Regions from separate parts of the Mus musculus genome. Here regions 1 and 3 are each linked to region 2. The links are chromatin contacts, called in public Hi-C maps. All regions are on one chromosome and are shown on one strand. Each heading gives the region's core, a stretch centred on a gene start, on an enhancer-like site or on the middle of the called end of the contact. The rest is flanking DNA. Distances are from core to core; before and after follow the strand shown.

What was found. Hi-C and Micro-C count contacts between places; a contact is called where the count stands out from the background.
Region 1: a Hi-C map of uterus shows a contact between it and region 2, with 3 times the contacts expected there. The contact joins the enhancer-like site here to the promoter of Pgr in region 2. A contact is called at or near these places in 3 of 39 promoter capture datasets (cancer-associated fibroblasts, hematopoietic stem and progenitor cells and stem cell-derived epiblast-like cells), 6 of 484 Hi-C or Micro-C datasets (all in uterus) and 5 of 115 datasets of contacts at active chromatin or transcription factors (embryonic stem cells and epiblast stem cells).
Region 3: a contact with region 2 is called in a Hi-C map of uterus. The contact joins the enhancer-like site here to the promoter of Pgr in region 2. A contact is called at or near these places in 4 of 39 promoter capture datasets (cancer-associated fibroblasts, epiblast stem cells, stem cell-derived epiblast-like cells and 1 more), 6 of 484 Hi-C or Micro-C datasets (nephron progenitors and uterus), 2 of 115 datasets of contacts at active chromatin or transcription factors (both in embryonic stem cells) and 1 of 9 other capture datasets (embryonic stem cells).

Annotation. Positions count from the first base shown.
Region 1 is chr9:8,755,345-8,759,317 of GRCm38.p6, forward strand. No RefSeq gene overlaps it. Among named protein-coding and RNA genes, the nearest start is that of Gm32014, 16 kb to the left of the region's middle. Within about 2 kb of position 2,102, at least 4 of the 459 cell types and tissues checked have an H3K27ac peak or open chromatin away from gene starts, as enhancers often do. A contact at or near this core is called in uterus, where this site is marked.
Region 2 is chr9:8,898,298-8,902,263 of GRCm38.p6, forward strand. Pgr (progesterone receptor) reads left to right here and starts at 1,536. Exons shown (of 8, transcript NM_008829.2): 1 at 1,536-3,786. The coding sequence starts at 2,171.
Region 3 is chr9:8,729,293-8,733,318 of GRCm38.p6, forward strand. All of the region lies in intron 1 of Gm32014 (predicted gene, 32014), which reads right to left. Among named protein-coding and RNA genes, the nearest start is that of Gm32014, 9.7 kb to the right of the region's middle. Within about 2 kb of position 2,024, at least 9 of the 459 cell types and tissues checked have an H3K27ac peak or open chromatin away from gene starts, as enhancers often do. A contact at or near this core is called in uterus, where this site is marked.

The sequences.
Region 1 (3,973 bases), core at 852-3,351, 140 kb before region 2:
CATAAACCCAAATTTGCAGTTACAGCATCCTCTATGATGGTGACTTCCATGGTATTTCTGTTTCTACTTTCAGTTGCCTCCTTCCATAGTTAAACATGTGGTTGGCACTGTGTTCGATACAAAAGAGCTGTGTCAAAGAGGAAACAAAGACGTGCACATTGGTGAGATTTCTGTGTCTTTAAAAAGCAAAGTGAGGTCTGTATGTGGACAAAATATTTACTAGAATGTGTTTCTCAGCTCAGCCCCATTCACCCCTAAAAGGAGGGACTGTGGAACAGGCAGTATGCTAACTTCTACCTGATTCCAGAAGAATTACTGGGAGAAGACAAATGCCTAAGGCAGTTTTTCAAATCTAACTTCAAGGTCATAATGGAAAGAAAATCCCATTGCCTACATGTCTCTAGGAACATGGCAAGCCCTTTTCATTAGGTCTAAATAACAAGCCACACGAAATATTATGAGTACCCCAAATTTTACATAAAATTGACCAACATCTTAAATTCAGAACCATTGGGAAATTTCACAGCTTAGCTGTAGTGCTTAGTATATTCATTCTAAAAAATATGTGTAGATAATTGTTTAACATAACATAGGTACTCATGACTGGTGAACTAAATAAAATATACTCAATAAATCAGTATTTACAGAATGAAGGGTAATGAAAAAAAGATAATATGTATACATTTATCTATCATGTAAAATAGAAAAAAAAAATGACATTGGCTTCAACTCCTAGCATCCCTTAAAGGAACATAAAGCTGCCTTTGTCTTATAATTTCCATCCACATCTCCTTGTTTCACTATAACTGGTCTGCAGGGCACTTGGAGGTGTTAGGCCAACATTTACACACAAGATCTGCCAGAGAAATGCTCAGTCCCAGTGGCCTTGCTCCCCAGGCACAGTGCTGGGCTCCTTGCTGGCTGCCCACTGTAAAGGGGAGCCTTCTTCACCTGGTTTCTAAGGTCTCTGGTCATTCCAAGAGTGTTCCACGATTGATCTGGCTTGTTCACATGAAACTGTGTGCTTAGGTAACAGCACATGTGCGCCCATTCCATCCTCAGTCTTTCTTCAGCCTTGGCCTCCCACAGCACATTTCCCCTTCTCCATGTGCAAAGCTAAGCACATCTTTCATAATGGGTATGACAGTGCCATGCTGTGCACCAAACACTGAATAAAGGGGGTGTTCACACCATAGGAATTGTCTTGGCTTTGATTGTGTCTGTTCATACCTGCAATTTCACAAACAATGAAATGAAAATTCACTAATTTTTTGCAAATTCATCAGTAAACTTAAATCCTGAGAGAGCAGAACAGTAGCTGCATTGTGGTATTTTGGTGATTTGTGTTCTATTTTATTTATAAGTTAATTAAATGTATTCTGATAATTTCATACATAGATAAAATCCATTCTAATTATTCTCAAATCCTTCTACATCTTATTTCTGTTTCACACCATCCATAATCTCTTCTCCTAACAAACCACTTTTGACATGAGTGAAATTTTGTTTTATTATATGACCCAACAGTTCTAGCAAGGGTGTCAATGTGACCATGAGTTTAGAACTGTCCACTGAAGCCTGGTGGACTCATATTTTGGTATATAACTGAAGACCATGACTCCTGCCATCCTCAGCATCTACTGAAAGCTACTACTTAGTTGGGGACTATTCCCTGCCCCCTGAATTTAGCAGAAATAAATAAGATTTTACTTTTATGATCATGAAATCTCACAAAAAAAAAAAGGGAGACTGACATTTGACAGCCATACTTTTTTCAGAATGCTCTCTGTATTGTGAAGGGGTTGTACACACATTTTTCCTGTGAAGAATCCCGTGCTGCTCTGGATCATGCAGTCTTAGTAACCTGATGAATTTCATGAGGCCTGTTCTTGTTTCCAAAAAAAAAAAGCTCCTACCCTGAAATGCAGTACAACATTAGCCACTAACATTTTGGGGGCTGTGGAGTACTGACTTTCTAACAGAAGAGATGTGTCACTAGGTACCTAGCACCCTGAGTTTGCTGCTGGCTTATTCTGTCTTACCACAGAGGGACGTTTGGTAAACACTCACTGCTCCTCCCTGTAGATGCTCTTCTGTGGACTTGGGGTGGTGTTTCTCAAACAGACATGCAGTGAAAAGTGTTTCAACATTTCCCATGCTGTGCGTTAAATGTGCCAGATGACCTCTCGTTTTTGTCTTGCAAGTTCACAGTGACTTCACATTTTGTAATTGGATGAAGCCAGTGCTGTGAGCCATGGCTGTGATGACCCACAGATCTGAAGGTCTTCTGTCATAAAGATTTCATCTCTTTAATGAAAACAGATTGTTACATGTGTGACCAAGTGTGATTTCTAGCTCTGTACTTGTCAAATTTTTCTAGGAAATTAGTTCACAAATCAGAAAACATCTGCTATCTGACTCAGTGCCTCAGGTTGATATTTAGAATCCATGGCCACCACAACCCCACCTGGCTTGATTCCTGTATAGACTCTGTTCCCCACTTCTCTTATGTGAGCTCCAGACACTGGCAGAACAAGACATGTCATTTCCCCATTTAATTTCTTCTTTCTGTGAACACTCTCCTCTCCTCAGTTCCACTATTCCGTCTTTAGATTTTGGTTATTATTTATCATTCTTGTGCTTGTGGGATCTGTGTGTGAGAGAGAGGGGGGAGGGAAAGAGAGAGAGAATAAGGGCACATTTGTATAACTGCATATGTGTAGAGGTCAGAGGATGATTTCAGGATTTGTCTCTCTCCACTGAGAAATCTGGGAATTGAACTCAGGTTAACAGACTCAAGCTTGTAGAATCAGGGCTTTTTATTTATAAATCCATGTTGCCAGCCTCTCTCTATTACTCTCACCTGAAGCTTTTCATATATTCGTCTGTCTTATTACCTACCACATTGCTTTAATTTCCATATTTGTTTAAGTATGTGGACAACATATGCATAAATTAATCTTTCTAGCAAGAAACTGTGGCTAGGTAGGTAGTCAGCTCTTATCAGTGTAAGAGATCACTGGGAATGGCAACTTGGGGAAAAAAAAGAACTGAAGTTGCAGGATTTGAGTATCTGTCACAAGAATGGCATCTGTGTAACATATCTGGCCCTGGGTGGAGACGTGACATTTTGAGCTTCATGGAAGGTCATAAGAAAGATTATTATCTAGCCAAAAGCATTATGATAAAGTATGACATAGCAATGTCTCCTCCCTTACCAGTTAATCCAATGTTTTGTCAATCATTTGGGCATGGAAATGCCTTTTGGGGAAAACTGTCTGTTATAGAGACTTTAGTATAACCTCTGTTTAAGATGTTGACAGAGCAACAGATGATCTGATCATTTCCCTTTCTTACACCATTGAGACTGATCCACCTTAATAAACTCCATTTACCTCCCACTCTACATTCTGTGGGCTTCTTCCAAACTCTTCTAATGCCAATCACAAGGAATGGGGATCCAAGGGAAACACCAGGAGATATTCTACTCACATCTGTTGGTGTTAGCATTGGACATCCCATTTTTTGATATGGTATGAACTCCTCTTTTGTGCTGAAACCATAGACTTCCTCACTCTTTTATGCTTACAGCTTCCCTCTTAAGTGCATGTCTTCATCTATCTATGAGATCACCCTTTCCTGTTTTCAGAATACATGATCTCCAGAGATTTACTCTCATTCCTTTGTGTTTCAGTCTCTTGTTACCTAACTTAAACATGACTTTTGAAAAAAAAAGAGGTAACTATGCCTCCAGTGGTTTGAGTAGGTTTGGCCCCTATGGACTTATGTGTTGGAATGCTTGGCCCATAGGGAAAGACACTAATGAGAGATGTGTCCTAGTTGGAATAGATGTGGCCTTGTTGGAGGAAGGTTGTCACTGTGAGGATGGGCTTTGAGGTCCTATGCTTAAGCTGTGCCCAGGGTAGAAGAGACCCTCTTCATGGCTGCCTACAGAAGAGATGGTCTCTCCTGA
Region 2 (3,966 bases), core at 286-2,785:
TCTGTCTTTAGTCAAGGTTCCCCATATACATTATACATGTATATGCTCCTATAGGAGACTACCTGCTAGCCTCATTTCTTTGCTTCCCACACTTATTTCTATGCACTGTCCAGAATGCCTCCACCCCCAGCTCCCACACTCCGGTTTTACCATTTGATACCATAAAGACATACAATAACTGCTTCCTTGAATTCTCTTCTCCCTCCCTAATTCTCACACATTTAAAATTAGTCAGCAATATCTCATTGCTGGAATAGTCCACACCCAAGCCCAATGGTCCAGTGTAACAGCAGCAATTCACGACTATGTAGCACCTCCCTGGTGATTGACATCTAGGCACCTTGCCTCCAGCAGCTCTGCCATCTCTGCAGTTTTGGAGCCTTTCACAAATCTTCTAGACCTGGCTGAGAATAACTGCAGGCTTCAGCATTAAAATGGCCTGGAAACACTCAAAGGCATTTCCCAAACGACTAACTCACTTTTGAATAGCGATGTGTCACGGCATCCACTGACTGGGCTTGAGAGTGGACAGCTTATGACGGTGTATAAAATAAATCATATTACTCTCTCCCCTCCACAGTGTTCTCATGACTTTAAAGGTGATTTATTCTTAAAGCTCAATGGTAATTATTCTAAGAGTAGAGAAACATAGAGGGGAGAAAATGCCATTTAGCTTTCCCAGTGGAAAACTTAATATGTGATGTAGATATTTAGTAAGGACTGAAGAGAACCTCATGAAAATCAGAACAAACAGAATATGACACTCAATGTCCAAACTCCCCATACAGGCAGCGATGTGTTACCAACTGTCTTCCATCCTTAACTGCTAAGTCACATTGGTGGCCCACTTGTCACAAGAATAGTTTGAGCGTGTTAGAGGAAGGCTGGACAGGCAGCCAGTAAGGTTGTTCAGTGTCAAACTCAGGATGAGTTCTATCTCCAGAATCTGCATGGTTCAAGGAGGAAATCCACTCTTTGGGGCTAGTCTTAGACTACCATATGCACGCGACACATGCAAGCACTCACACATATACACACAGAGCACTTGCTGCTCCTGCAGAGAACCCCAGTTAGGACCTCAGCACCTATATCAGAGCACCTGCAACTTCACCTCTGAGGGCTCTCACCCTCTCTGCTGACGTCTGAGCAACTATATAACCATGTAACATACACTCCCAGAGACATATACACGTAATAAAATGAAAATACTTGAGATCATTTTATACCTTTTATACAAAAAATAAAATGTCACGATATGTCACTGTCTGTGTTGAATATTTACAAATATTTTCAAATCCTGAAATCTTTACAACAACTTTGCTTTTTATAGGGTGGGGCTGGCATGCTTCTTAATTCAGTACAAATTCTGATATGTTTAGATTTCTTCTCAAAGCATCTGATATTCCAGGTGGAATCAGACTAGTGAGTAGCTGGAATTCCAACGCCAGAGATTTAGATCTAGCCAGTGATTGGCTAGGGAGGGGCTTTGGGCGGGCCTTCCTAGAGCGCCAACGCTTGCTAGAAAGCTATGGAGCCAGTCTAGACTGTCACTATCAGTCTTTGTAGTATTTACGGGTGCGAGGATTCTGACATTCTGCTAACTTCTCTTAGCTTTACTAGAGCAACCTGCAACCAGAACTCGCTGGGATTGTAGAGAACCTAGGGAGCCATAGAGACTGTCGCTGCAGGAGAACGAGTAAGAATGGGCTACGTCTTAGCCCCAGGTTTTTGGTGAGGACTGTAAAGCAAACTTCCTAGGATGTCTAGGTTTCAACAAACATAAGAAGTCCGGAGATAGCGGGAGTCCTTTTTTTCAGCACCGGCCACACCAGTTCCGGGTCTCCCATTCAAGAAGAAACACGAAAAAAAGTCTCTCGAATAACTCCCAGTTCTCAGACCAGACCAGCTTGCTCCAGCTACTTCTTCCTGTCCTCACCCCACCGCGACCGGGACAGCGCGACTACCACCCTTCCTCTGCGTCTGGGTGGAGGGTAAGGACAGGAGCTGACCAAGACCGCCCCTCCCAACCAGGAGGTGGAGATCCCACGGGTCCTGCGACTCTACACCCACTTCCTCCTCCCTCTGCCCCTATATCACCGGCACCCCCTCCTCCTTCCCTTTTCCCTCCTCCCAGGAGACAGGGGAGGAGAAAAGGGGAGCTTGGGTCGTCATGACTGAGCTGCAGGCAAAGGATCCGCAGGTTCTCCACACGTCTGGCGCTTCGCCCTCCCCCCCACACATCGGGTCCCCCTTGCTTGCACGCTTGGACTCAGGTCCCTTCCAAGGGAGCCAGCACTCGGACGTGTCGTCTGTAGTCTCGCCTATACCGATCTCCCTGGACGGGCTGCTTTTTCCTCGGTCCTGCCGGGGTCCCGAGCTCCCAGACGGAAAGACAGGGGACCAGCAGTCGCTGTCCGACGTGGAGGGAGCTTTCTCTGGGGTAGAAGCCACTCATAGGGAAGGAGGCAGAAATTCCAGAGCCCCGGAGAAGGACAGCAGACTCTTAGACAGTGTCTTAGACTCGTTGTTGACTCCCTCCGGGACCGAACAGAGTCACGCCAGCCCTCCAGCCTGCGAGGCCATCACTTCCTGGTGTCTCTTTGGGCCAGAGCTTCCAGAAGACCCCCGCAGTGTCCCTGCTACCAAAGGGTTGTTGTCCCCGCTCATGAGTCGGCCAGAGATCAAGGCTGGCGACAGCTCCGGGACAGGAGCAGGACAGAAGGTGCTGCCCAAAGGACTGTCACCACCCAGGCAGCTGTTGCTCCCTACCTCGGGGAGTGCTCACTGGCCCGGGGCAGGGGTGAAGCCGTCCCCGCAGCCAGCTGCAGGGGAGGTGGAAGAGGACAGTGGCCTGGAGACCGAGGGCTCTGCAGCTCCGCTTCTAAAGAGCAAACCTCGAGCACTGGAAGGCACCGGCAGCGGAGGAGGAGTCGCAGCCAACGCGGCCTCAGCGGCCCCAGGCGGTGTCACTCTGGTCCCAAAGGAAGATTCACGGTTTTCTGCTCCTAGGGTCTCCTTGGAGCAAGACTCTCCCATTGCCCCCGGGCGCTCCCCACTGGCCACCACAGTGGTGGATTTCATCCATGTGCCCATCCTGCCTCTGAACCACGCACTCCTGGCCGCCCGCACCCGGCAGCTGCTGGAGGGGGACAGCTACGACGGCGGGGCCACAGCCCAGGGCCCTTTTGCCCCGCCTAGGGGCTCGCCCTCCGCGCCATCCCCGCCGGTGCCCTGCGGTGACTTCCCAGACTGCACCTACCCTCTGGAAGGCGACCCCAAAGAGGACGTGTTCCCTCTTTACGGCGACTTCCAGACGCCTGGCTTGAAGATCAAGGAGGAGGAGGAGGGCGCGGATGCTGCTGTGCGCTCGCCGCGCCCCTACCTGTCGGCTGGAGCCAGCTCCTCCACCTTCCCAGACTTCCCGCTGGCACCCGCGCCGCAGCGAGCGCCATCCTCCAGGCCCGGAGAAGCGGCGGTGGCCGGCGGACCCAGCAGCGCCGCGGTGTCGCCAGCGTCCTCCTCCGGCTCCGCGCTGGAGTGCATCCTGTACAAAGCGGAGGGCGCGCCGCCCACGCAGGGTTCGTTCGCGCCACTGCCGTGCAAGCCCCCAGCCGCCGGCTCCTGCCTACTACCCCGGGACAGCCTGCCGGCCGCCCCGGCCACCGCCGCAGCACCCGCCATCTACCAGCCGCTCGGCCTCAATGGGCTCCCGCAGCTGGGCTACCAGGCCGCGGTGCTCAAGGACAGCCTGCCCCAGGTCTACCCGCCATACCTTAACTACCTGAGGTGAGCACTTGCAGGCAGCCCTGCCCTGCTCCATTCCCCCATCATCTCTGGGTGGCAGGATGGCCGCGGGGGCTTGTGGAGCTGGTCTTTGGAGACCCAACAGGCATTGTCCATTGCCTCCCTTTTTCTTACATTTGTGTGTGTGGTGCGGGCATAAAAGGGAGTGCAGATATACCATTT
Region 3 (4,026 bases), core at 774-3,273, 170 kb before region 2:
CAAGGCTGGAAAGCAGCTCCAGGCAGTGGGTGTGCAGGCAACAAAATATAGTGGCCAGGGTATTCAGTGTAAGGACAAGGCTTTGTGCTCAGCTGTGCCGGGCTGTCCACACTTTAGAGGAAAGGACAGTTTATCATGACCTTGTGGTTGGATCCAAACTGTTCACAAGGGACACATCAAACAGGGCAGAGTTTAGGTCCATCCTCTGTGGATCATCTATTGGACAAACTAGAAAGTTGTTTATCCTGTAGTTCATTATAGAAGCCTGATTTCAGATGTATTCCTTGTCTGTGCTGAATATCATATGTGACTAAGTTTTTGCTGAAAGAGACAATACTTAGTATTTATTATCTCAGGAGGAAGGTACCTGCAATATACATTCAAATAGTTTCCTCTTTCCATACTAATTTTAAAGACATGTGATCTCTTTATAATGAAAAGCCTACTTACTGAAGGACTTCAGATAAAACTCAGGTCTTCTGGGCTTCTAGTAGATAAAGTAGATAGCTTCATTATGCATCAAACCACATAAGGACAGGAACACCCTCTCATTAGATCCCAGAAAATTAAATGCATATTAGAAGCTGTTAAAGAACTACTTAGATCCTGGACCTTCTGTTTTAGTCTAGTTTCTGTCACAGAATGCATGCTTTCTGGGCTCTGAGGCACCCTGAGAGTAACTTACTTCATGCTGGTATCCATCTGTATACCCATACAGCCCATTCTTTATTCATCCCTTTTGTGGGATGCAGTAAAACCCATATCATGCCTACACATTCATCTTACAGCAACACAGGAACACGGGGGATTCTGAGTCCTTTAGAACAAGCTTTTTATTTTTTACAAAATGACATAGGAGCTTGTAGGTAATTGTTTTCTCTTCTCTGCCATGAAGTAATCTGAGAAGCATATTGTATGATTTCTTCTCTCCAGTTGGTTGTTTCCGAAAGTGAACTACATATTGTAGCCACTACTCTCATTGACCAGAAGGAGAAAAAAATATTCTCAGGCTTTGGAAACTTTTCCGTAATCCAGGCCTGATAAAGTTCTTTTACCCAAAATTAACAGCAAGACCTAAAACTCACTAAGGAATGTATCCTTCTAAAACACAAAGCATTAAGGCTTGATCTATGATTCCTGAGAAGTGACGTTCTGTAAACGGGTGCTCAGACAAATCCCACTGGAATCCTTCGGGATTGATTTCTTTTTGAATCTCACTAACATGCTTATTGACAAAAGGAATAATAAAAGATTGTCTTTTAGGGTCAAACAACTTTATCCTGCCTTCTCCTTCTCTGCTTCAGTGTATGGGGTAAGAGTAACTTCTTAAGCAGATGTCACCCTCATTAAGTGTCCTTTACTTACATCATGTCATTGCATGTGTGAGGTCTGTCCACTAAACCTGAGAAAGTATTTGCTGTGAATGACAAAGTAAAAATGAAAAAAAAATGGAGTACAAAGGAATACCTATCTAGGATGTTATTACTCCATTAAAATAAAAATTCCATTTTTATGTATTTGTATATGGACTGTACCTGTATGTATGTGCATGTTTTATATGTGCATGTGGGGAGGTGGGTGCATGTGCACCTGTGTGCACATGTAAGGGGAAGCCCAAAGTTTGTGTTCAGAATCATCCTCAGTTGATCTATCTTATTCCATTAGGCAGGGTTTGTCAGCCAAACTCAGAGCTTACCAATGTGGCTGCTCTTGATAGCCAGCTTGCTCTGCGATCCCGGCTCTGCCCTCTGAGTCTGGAATTACTACAGGCCAGCCTCTATCCACTCACCATTTACATGGGCTGTAGATCTGGATTTCAGTTCTCACATTTGTAGGGTAAGTGTTTTATCCACTGAACTATCTCTCCCCCATAACTGCTGTAGAAATGTCCTTATGGTTTGCCTGGTGAAGTCCTTATTATAACAATGAGGAAACTCTTGCCAGAGAAGGGAAGTGACCTGTCTCAAGTTGCATACCAGGTGGTGGCAAGGTTTAGGTGACCACAGATCACCCTTTGAATCAAAACTCTGTTCCTTAAATTACATCACAACATTGAATCATGACTAGTGACATCCCATCCATTAGGCGGTTTTGGCAAACAGTACAAAGAATGAGTCATCAGATTTCCTGAATTAAAAGAGGACCCTATTTTCCCATTCTGTCTTTGCTAATTGCTTTTAAAAGATGCTTTGACTCCCAAAATATGGTAGTCACATCATTGTACATAAATATTCTATCAGCCTGTTAACATCCCTCCCCCTCCCCCTCCCCTCCCCCTCCCGTCAAACTTTTTTTTGGATCTGTTTCCCAGAGCCCAGTATGTCTAAGTGATTAATACATTTTTACTTGTTTCTTTTGTGTCTGCATGCTTGTGTGGAAACCATAGGTCAACACTGTATGTCTTCCACAGTCACGTTCCACCTTAGCTTTCCCAACAGTCTCTATCACAGGAGCTGAAGGTCACCAGTTCCTGTAGACTGGCTGCCCAGTGAACAAAGCCCGGCAACCCTCTTGTCTCTGCCTGTCCAACATGGATTCACAGACGTGTCACAAGCACATTCAGACTCAAATCTCATGCTGCAGTGTAAACATGCCATCTTTTAATACGTCAAATTCTGTTTATTGAAATGGAGAACCACAGGACAAGAGTTCGGGGCTTATAATGACAGCAGCATTTGAGCGCATGTCTGACATAGAGGCTTGGCTCCAATCCATACACACATACACTCTCTCTCTCTCTCTCTCTCTCTCTCTCTCTCTCTCTCTCTCTCTCTTATTTGAATGCACGAAGGGATTTTAGGCAGCTTGAGCATAGAAAAATGGCTCTGGCAGGCCTTGCCCTTCTTCACTTCTCTACCATTTCTTCCACCTTGCTAAAAAACAAACAAACAAACAAACAAACAAACAAACAAACACCATTAGATTACATTCCTAAAGCTAACTCCAAATAAAGGTCTATTCCTTTGGTCACTTCCTATTCCTGAGGCTGACTACCAAGGTCCAGCTATCAAAATATTGAAGTCCAGCAACCAAAAACCCCAGTTGATCACATAACTAACAGGCTAAGTTTAAATTAAACACCTCATCTTAACACAGGATTTGCCCTTCATTGTTATAAACTGCCATTTGTCTGTGGGCCACGCCTGTCCCCTCCTTATCCAGAGACAGTCCTTTGTCCTTGTTCTCCTCTCTGGCACTAATAATACTTCCTCCTCTCCTTTGTTCCTTTTCTCTTCTCCTCTGTCCTCTATCTCCTGTCTTGTTCCCCTTCCCCTGCCCTCTGTCCCTCTGGGCCAAATAAATCTCCTTTTTATTGGCAATTTGATCTTGGGAGTCTTGAGCCAATACTGATCCTTTCACACTTAGCTCCAAAATGCATGCCAATGTGATTCAAAGACCATTCCCTGCACGCCACCATGTGTTAGGACTAAGCCAGCAGAAACATGAGTATCATGCTGGTAATCTTTTTAAACTCTTTCACTCCACACACTTCTTCCACTACCACTATGGTTATTTGAATATCAAAAGCACGTTCAGGAGACAGGTACAGTGTTCTTCAGTTAACCGTTTATGTGAAGTCCTTAAATCCTCTAAAGTGGCTGTGGGTCATGACTCCTTTGAGGGTCATGGATCTGATATCCTGCTTATCAAATATTTACATTATGATTCATAGCAGTAAGAATATTGCAGCTATGAAGGAGCAATGGAATAATGTTGTAATTGGAGGTCACCATGACATGAAGAACACTATTCAAGGGTCACAGCATTGGGAAGGTTGAGAAGCACTGCTCTAAGGTCAGGACTCGTGTATGCTCATGTTTTAACAGTACTCTAGCCTCTAGGGTCCAACATACTTCATGCTGCACACAGTACAAATGGGCACCCCCTTCACACACCACCCTGCACATGGTAAAAGGTCAACGTTTAAAAAATGTGTGTTGTTGTCTTGTTTCTTGCCTTGCTGAATCTTTGGAGTTCCAATTTCTTGAGTACAATTCTGGCACTCAATGAGAGCTCCCAGCTCCA